3 separate regions of the Mus musculus genome follow, and all the other regions are linked to region 2. Evidence: chromatin contacts called from public promoter capture Hi-C data. All regions are on one chromosome and are shown on one strand. Each heading gives the region's core, a stretch centred on a gene start, on an enhancer-like site or on the middle of the called end of the contact. The rest is flanking DNA. Distances are from core to core; before and after follow the strand shown.

Evidence for each region. Promoter capture Hi-C pulls out the DNA fragments that hold promoters and counts their contacts.
Region 1: a promoter capture Hi-C map of pre-B cells shows a contact between it and region 2, with 5 times the contacts expected there. The contact joins the promoter of Car14 here to the promoter of Ctss in region 2. A contact is called at or near these places in 8 of 39 promoter capture datasets (cranial neural crest, embryonic stem cells, frontonasal cranial neural crest and 5 more), 1 of 15 datasets of contacts at CTCF or cohesin (the NIH/3T3 cell line), 7 of 484 Hi-C or Micro-C datasets (the G1E-ER4 cell line, cardiomyocytes, embryonic stem cells and 3 more), 6 of 115 datasets of contacts at active chromatin or transcription factors (bone marrow-derived dendritic cells, bone marrow-derived macrophages, craniofacial prominence and 3 more) and 2 of 9 other capture datasets (adipose tissue and embryonic stem cells).
Region 3: a contact with region 2 is called in a promoter capture Hi-C map of cranial neural crest. The contact joins the enhancer-like site here to the promoter of Ctss in region 2. A contact is called at or near these places in 15 of 39 promoter capture datasets (the 3T3-L1 cell line, the C10 cell line, the HPC-7 cell line and 11 more), 2 of 15 datasets of contacts at CTCF or cohesin (the NIH/3T3 cell line and embryonic stem cells), 3 of 484 Hi-C or Micro-C datasets (CD4 T cells, bone marrow-derived macrophages and embryonic stem cells), 34 of 115 datasets of contacts at active chromatin or transcription factors (the 230-238 cell line, the NIH/3T3 cell line, the SCID.adh cell line and 20 more) and 2 of 9 other capture datasets (adipose tissue and liver).

What each region holds. Positions count from the first base shown.
Region 1 is chr3:95,903,279-95,905,978 of GRCm38.p6, reverse strand. Car14 (carbonic anhydrase 14) reads left to right here and starts at 1,294. Exons shown (of 11, transcript NM_011797.3): 1 at 1,294-1,659. The coding sequence starts at 1,605.
Region 2 is chr3:95,525,445-95,528,144 of GRCm38.p6, reverse strand. It overlaps Ctss (cathepsin S), which reads right to left and starts at 1,359. Exons shown (of 8, transcript NM_021281.3): 1 at 1,220-1,359. The coding sequence starts at 1,245.
Region 3 is chr3:95,799,145-95,801,844 of GRCm38.p6, reverse strand. The region is part of intron 1 of Rprd2 (regulation of nuclear pre-mRNA domain containing 2); the gene reads left to right. Among named protein-coding and RNA genes, the nearest start is that of Gm26361, 3.6 kb to the right of the region's middle. Within about 2 kb of position 1,259, at least 3 of the 459 cell types and tissues checked have an H3K27ac peak or open chromatin away from gene starts, as enhancers often do.

The DNA.
Region 1 (2,700 bases), core at 45-2,544, 380 kb before region 2:
TATATATTTTTAAAAAGTCCTTACTCTGAAGCTCAGTCGTGGGACAGAAAAGCACTCTGAGCTCCTGTCTCCGCAGGAGTGATGACCTGGCACATGCATTATTCTGTTCATTTGGCTTTTATCCCGTGCCCTTGTTTGGCTTCTGCTCCTTTGTTTTGGCTATTTATTGCTACTTGATAGGAGTAAGGAGGGCAGAAAGACCTCACAGAGGTTATGGAGGAGAGATTTCACCATCTAGCTTGAAATTATCTGTGGTCTTCACACTCACTAATGAGGGACTTAGGATGTACATTCCGATCGGGATTTCTAGTCCCGTGGGGGAGCGCACACCAGCCACATTCCTGAGACGCCACGCAGCCTCCATGCTCCACTAGCAAACTCAGTTCCACCACAGCAAGTTTCACTTGATCCCACAGGACCTGCCTGGACCCTTTGTTGGGTGGGCGGGAAGCCCCTGGACCCCTCACCCACCTGGTCACATGGCCTTTCTATGGCCCCTCCCCTCTCTTTCTTTGGAGTCCGCCTTTTTCTCATGGTGACAGTAATTGTTTCTACAGTCACCCATCACTCCTCCTGCCCGGCCTCTCTGCTAGGGGTCAGTGTCCTCTTCAGTGACAAAAGGCGCCCTAGATCTGGGCTCCCTGGGGAGGGAGGTGGCTGGATCTGGTAGTTAGAATGCTGTCTCTCCCTGGTGCTGCGACAACCCCTCCCCCGCTGTGCACACAAATGGGCTTTATCCGGCAAACAAAACCGCACCCCCACCCCAGGCTACACAGGCACGTGGACCTAAGCCTCACCAAGGGAAGGGGGTGGTGACAGGCGCCAGAGAAAGACGAGGCAGAAGACAAATATTCTCCTCGCCCCACTTCTTGCTCTCCACAATCCAGATTTTAAAGTTTGACTTTCCACTCCCCACCTGCTCCCTGAGCCTCCAACTTCTGTTCTCCTATCTCCCGAATCTGAATTCTTTCTGGTTCCAACCAGCTCAACTTCTCTTGGTTTCAGAAACAGGTTCCCCACCAGCAGTCCCATACCACCCAGGGATGTGCTCCTCAGGCAGGGGAATGAGAACACGGTGTCCTGGGAGGGAGAGGTGCGAAACCCCCCTTCCCTGACCGAGAGTTCCAGGGGACACCCGTACGAGCGGCAGTGTAAATAGCAAAGGAAGAGCTCACTCCAGGGTCCTGAGCCAAGGCCAGGGCGCTGGGCTCTGCTGGGCCATCCTGCATGCCTAATCCGCTATTTAAGGAGCTGCTCGGCTGCAGCCCAGGCACCACCCCCCTCCTCACGTACACCGGTTTCGAGCCACCTTAAAAGCGGGAGGCAACTGTGAAGTTGCTGGCCAGTAAGTGGTGTGGAGATTACGAAGGGACATACGGAGAGGGCAGAGAGAGGAAGAGAGAGAAAGTGAGAGAGGAAGAAATTTATCCTGGGATCCAGAAGTTCGTGTTAACCTGTGGAAAATCAAGTCCCTGGAAGTCTGCAGAGACAGAGACAAGAAGAAAAGAGATAGAACGCCAGAAACTCCTCTCTCTCCCTCCCTCTCCACCTCTCTCTTCTAAACCCCAAATTCCTGGTCCCTTGTACCCCATTGTGGGGATAATATGTTGTTCTTCGCTCTCCTGTTAAAGGTGACTTGGATCCTGGCTGCAGATGGGGGTAGGTACAACTGGGTCTGTGCTAATGTCCACCCGTAGCCATGTGTACTTATGTGGGGGAGGAGAGGTTTCAGAAAGGGAAGCCTAGGGGCTGGGGGGTAGGGGGGGGAGGCATGGGGTGGGAGAAAGACTATGGAGGAGATCCTTCCATTCTTTTCCTTTTCCTCTCTAACCCAGCGATTACTGCTATCTCTGCGACAGGGAGAGCTAGCCAGAGGCCAGTGTGTGAATGCTCAGGAGTGTAGGACACTCGGCCAGCTACAGTTCTCCAGTCCACTCTTTCCCCACTGCCCTAGTCCCGGGCAGCCCTCCTGCCCGTCTTTGTTTACGCACTCTGCTGGTTAGGGAGAGCAGGGGTGAGAAGGGACACGTGCTGCAGTCCTGCCCGACTCAGACCCCGACCCTCTGCTGATCAAAGGATAACTCCATTACCTGCCAAGGGGCAGGGGCAGCTGGTCCATTTCCCTGAAAGGAACACGACTAAACGTTTGCTCAGCTCTTTATAGTGTACAAAGGGCTTTCAGGATTAGGAGAGAGGTGGGGAGACGTTGGAGAAAACAAGCTAAGTTGTTTCTGGAACGCCTGAAGGATTCCCACAACTTTTTTTGTTGTTATTGCTTATTTTTATTTACTTTTTTTTTTGAGACAAGGTTTCACGTGGCCAGACCTATCTCAAACTCACTCTGTAGCTGAGGTTAGACCTGCTTGGCTCTGCCTCCCCATGCCTGGTTTCTACACCCTGTTTTTGTGCTTCTCAGGCCCCATTCTGTATCCAGCACATAGTAGGTGAGGGATTAAAGTTTATTGGAAGGACGAGGTGGGGGGGGGGATTATCTAGAAAGCGAGAGGAAGATGGGACCAAGGGATCCAAAAGAAAATGAGGAGTCACAAATCTCTTCTGAGAAGAAACAATTTGGAAAGAGGAAAAAAGAGGCATTAGAATCAGCTCAGAGCATTTCACAGGAAGGGCAGGGCACCTTCACAACAGCCAGAGAACTCTAGTTGTTGGAGTATCCTAAAGAGATAGTGAAGGAGGGGTGGG
Region 2 (2,700 bases), core at 110-2,609:
GGTCTACAGAGTGAGCGCCAGGACAGCCAGGACTGCACAGAGAAACCCTGTCTCGAAAAACCAAAAATAATAAAAAAATTAAATCACCACAACATAGTGTGTGGGTGGGTGGGGTGGGGGGTGTATGGCAACACTACATAGCACCTCATTAATATGTATAGTTACTCTCCTCTCTTAAATTGGTTAAAATTTAATTTCAAAACTAAGCCAGGTACAATGGTGGATACCTATAGTCCCATCTTCAGAAGCCAACGCAGGAGGACTGTCAACAGGGAGTTCCAGGCCTGTCCAGGCAACACAGAGAAGGCTGGGGATGCAGCGCCACGTCTGACACTCGTCTAGTATGGGTGAGACCCTTGGCCTGAGCGTGAACACCAAAGTAATACAAACAACCAAGCAGCTCAACCTTCTCTCTCAAATAACCGTGCTCGCCTTCAGAGAAGCTAAAGGACAACCCAGCTCTTAGATTTGTACACCCTTGGGTTATTTTCCTTTTTCACATTTCTCCCCAACAAATCAAATATCTGTTTCAGAGGAGATACCCCAAACAGGCTTCTCACCAGGTGTGGTGGCCCACGCTTGTGATCCCAGCACTCAGGAGGCAGAGGTGAGGCAGGAGGAGCACTGTAAGTTTGAGGCCAGCCTGGTCTTCATATCGAGTTCTAAGGCCGCCAAATTTAAGAGGTGAGGCCCAGCCTCTAAAAAACACAGCTGATGCCCGCTCCGTTCCTATATTTAACAGAAATTCAGTAGTTGCCTGAAACTGGATTTATTATTATTGTTTTTGTTGTTGTTATTATTATTTTAGTTTTTTGAGATAGTGTTTCTCTGTGTATCCCTGGCTGTAGCTGGCCTCAAACTCAGAGATCTGCCTGCCTCTGCCTTCGGAGTGCTGGGATTAAAGGGGTGAAGCGCCACTCCTCGGCTGAAACTGAATTTTTTAAATGGTGTGAGCCTTCAGCTCATGCTTCACAGGAGCCCAGGTTTAAATCTCACCGCATCCACATACAACACAGTTATCACACAGTTAAGCCAACAAGAATCTCTCAAACAGACTCTCCCTAATCAGAAAAACAAGAGGCGAATGGGCGGCATGATTTTTGTTTTCAGCTTACTTCCTGAAAGCAAAGATTTAAAATCCCAGCGGCCTGACTGATGAAAAGATAGAGCATGTTTAAGGCCATATATGAAGAAAACAAAAGAAGCAGACAGTACATACATGGCAGCGTGGCCAGGAGCCCTCATGGTCATCCTGAAGTGTGGTGCTCACTCCAAAGATGTCCCTGGCAGCAGGAGGCTGCTTGAAATGACTCTAAAAAGAAATCGGAGCTTGTCACATGAAGCATCCACAATGAGGAAGTGAACTTTCATTTCGGTTTCATTTAAAGACTTATGAGAACAGCTGCCTCCGCCCTCTCCTTCTCACCTTGGGACAGTTTGTGTGTAATGAGCTGCCCAGAGGGCTCCATGGTAGAGGCCATCAATAGAATGACCTCAGCAGAGAACAGGACAAAGTTTTCCTCCAACCCTGTGTCATTTTGGTGGTCCATTTTATTCACATCGGTTCTGAGATGGAAACATTTAGTTATAAAGACATTTGGATCAGGCGCCTCAAATCTCAGGTTGCTACATGATTCCCTAGGAAGCCCTGTCTTATCCTTTAACACAAGTCATGTATGACTTATTGTGTCTAATACTCACTCATCAGTTCCTTTGTTTTAGTTCAAAGGATCTTAACACACACACACACACACACACACACACACACAGAGTTATACACATACACTTATACACACAGTTCTATCACATAGTTATCTCTCACAAACATACAATTATACACACATGGTTATCTCACATATTCACACACAGTTATACACATACATTCATCCATACATATGGTTATTATGCACATATTCACAGTTAATCTCACACATAGTTATACATATACAGCACAGTTATCACACAGTTATACCCACATGCACACATATACAGTTACACACACACTTACTCACACCAGGATATACACCCAACTGCCACTGTGGTCTTCTAGGCACAGCTGGGGTAAAATGAACTATTGGTTTTTAAACCTGAATCTTTATTAATCACCAATGAAAATGGGCATCTCTCCCATGTTTTTGACCACTGAGTTTTCTGAGGATTGCATTTTCAATTATTTTGCTCATGTTTCTAGTGTATTTATCGGTTTTCTTGGTGATCTGCAGGGCCTGTTTTTACTGTTCTGGCTAGCAGTCTCTGGTGGTGCCGTACACTCCGCCTGCCTTCTCACAGTTCTCCATTGGTTTTTTTCTTTGTTTGTTTGTTTGTTTTTACTTTGCTTATACTGATTTTTTTTTTTTACTGAAAATTTAAAATGCTGAAATAGAACATCTGGCCAGGTATAGTGCTAGTCTCAGGCCAGCCTGGGTTACATAAAACCTTGTCCTCAAAATACAAAACAAGAAGGCAGTGAGGTGAGGAACTCCTGTTTCAATAATCTCCTGGAACTGCCAACTTGTTTCATTTATGCTCCCATTTCCCAGATTATTTCGAAATAATTCCTAGATCTCATGTGTAATATGTTTCATATGAAAATGTTTCAAGTGTTTATCTATTTTTACAATTATTGTGTGTGTGTCGGGGGGGGGGGAACCAGTGTCATGCTGCTAGGGACAGAATTCAGGCGTGGTGGCAAGTACCTTT
Region 3 (2,700 bases), core at 10-2,509, 270 kb before region 2:
GTAAGAACTACACTTATCAGACTGGGCTAGGCACAGGATGTCTACAGTTACTTATTTGTGTATGTGTGCTTGTGTGCACTTGTGCTATGGCATGTATGTGGAGGTGAGAGGACAACTTGCAGGGGTTTATTCTCTCCTTTCACTGTGTGGAACTCCAGTCACCAGGCTTGGAGGCACCTGTTGAGCCAGGCTTCTTGCTTGTTTACGCTCAGAGCTCTCCCTCCCCCTCTCTCTGGCACTAGGAATTGAACACAAGGCCTAGCAACATGTGGGCAAGCTACCGTTTGTATGTTTGATTTTGAGACTAGGACCTATGCCCATGTTGGTCAAAAACTGTTAGCATTTCCTCTGCCTTCGATACTTTAGTGCTAGGATTGCAGATGTACTCAACAAAATTCTGTGTGTGCCTGTTCATATGTATGGGTGCACTGTGTAGTCTTCATCCAGAGAGCATCCTTGGTGATCCTGGGACACTGACAACCTAGGTTTGTTTTTTTAGATTCATTTTAATGTATTTGTTTGAGTTATTTGCCTTTGTGTGTGTGTGTGTGCATGTGATGCCCACAGAGGTCAGAAGATGACATCAGAACCTCTTGAACTGGAGGTGTGAACCACTGTGTATGTGTCTACAGTCTAACCCAAGGCCTTAATTGCTAAGGAGACTCCCCTCACTCCTTTGTAAAAGACAGGATCTCAGTGGCCAGCTGCTTGGCCAGTAGGCAGTCATCTAAGTAGGACTACCTTGCCGGCCAGTCCTGATCAGCCACCTTCCCCATCAAGTATAGTTTTTCTTTTTTCTTTTTTTAATGTGTAAAATCTTTTTTTTTTTTTTTTTGGTTTTTCGAGACAGGGTTTCTCTGTATAGTCCTGGCTGTGTCCTGGAACTCACTCTGTAGACCAGGCTGGCCTCGAACTCAGAAATCCTCCTGCCTCTGCCTCCCGAGTGCTGGGATCAAAGGCGTGCACCACCACCGCCCGGCTAATGTGTAAGATCTTAAGTTTGTCAATTTATTTTACCAAAGACCATAAAATGCTACCATTGGTTTAATTACTACTGTTTTACAAACTGTTAGAATTAGAAGCACAGTATCTCAGAATAAAGAATTATAATCTTCAAACTATTTAAGTTGAGCTGTTTGAAACTTGGCCTTGATATCTTTGCCTTCCATATTGGAAATGTCACCTTTATAGTTCCCTAGTGTGCTGTCCTTTTCTGCATTGGACTTAAGTGTCTTCGGCTTCATTCTCCCCTTCTGAGTAAATAGTCCTCTCAGAACCATTTGTTTAATCAGCACTTCACAGTTTCTAAACTTTAAGTGGAGGCAGAGGAATTCAGGGTCATTTCTGGCTTCATAAGTTTGAAGTCAACCTATGCTACATGATCCTGTCTCCAAAAAGAGAAAAGAAAAAGAAGAGTGAACTTTTAATTTTCTCTTGGCTAACTTAGGAAAGATTGCCCTAATCCTGTGTAAAGTACATTCAGGGGGCTTTTCTGTTACTCCTTTTATCTCCTAAGTAAATGACATGGAGACCTGGTATATGTATTAAAAGCGTCAGGCACTAAGCTGAACAGGTTCTGAGCTGTTCTAACCCCCATGACTTCCTGGCCTACTTCCCTGCCATGTGTCCCGTTACCTGCCTTCATCTGTGTCCTCATGGAAACTCCCCTGGCAATCTCAGGGTGAATCTTTTTCTTTGATCCTCACCAGAGACCTCCTTGGGATTGGAAGTCTCACCTTATTCTTTCCTGCCCAGCTGTTGGCTGATCAGCACTTTATTAACCAATCAGATGATGGAAAACAGTTTTTACACAACGTGGAGACAGGAGATGCTTGACAGTGCCACCATCCTGACTGGTACCAGATCTCTGGGCACAGTCATCAGTATCTGAATACACAGCGCACAAAACCCTTGCCCAGCAATCATGATTCCTTTTCCTTTTCTTTCTCTCTCTCCTTAGGGTCATATTCTGTGAGTTATGAGGTGGGGTAACGGGATTAAACCCAGGGCATTGTAATGCTGGGCACAGAAAGGCTCTACCACTGAGAGAGAGGCAGGCCCAACACTCTTGACTTGTAAGTCGGGAAGGTAACTACAATGGAGAAAAGTGAGCTAGGGAGTTTCCTAGGCTGGGTGGCAAAGAGGGAAGGATTTGTGGTAAAAGTGACATTAGGGATAGTTGACATTAGAATAATTAAGAGACGTTTGTGTTAGCAGAGGCAGGTAGATTTCTGAGTTTGAGGCTGGCTTCGGAGAGTTGGTGAGGCCCCATTTTTTTAAAAAACAAAACAAAACAAACAAACAAAAAAAAACCCAAGAAAGTAATGAAACTCGATGTGCATGCTGTAATATCGGCATCAAGGGAGCCAAAGCAATAAGATTGGAGCTAGGCAGTGAGTTAGTGGGAAAGATACAAAGCTGCTTCCGTTTTATATCACCAGCATTACTGTATTTTATGAAGCCAGGTGTGCCCCCATCTACAGAGCACAGCACTAGGGAATGGAGGCAAGGAAGATCAGGAGTTGAAGGCTGTGCTTGATTGCATGATTTAAGACCAGCCTGGGCTACATAGACTCTATCTCAAATAAAAGGAGGAAAGTCCTGTATTCTGTTATTTAAGAGCACTGCAAAGTGCAGTATCTGAAACTGATATTGGTTACTAAAAATAAGAGTGAGTTCAAGGCCAGCCTGAACTTCATA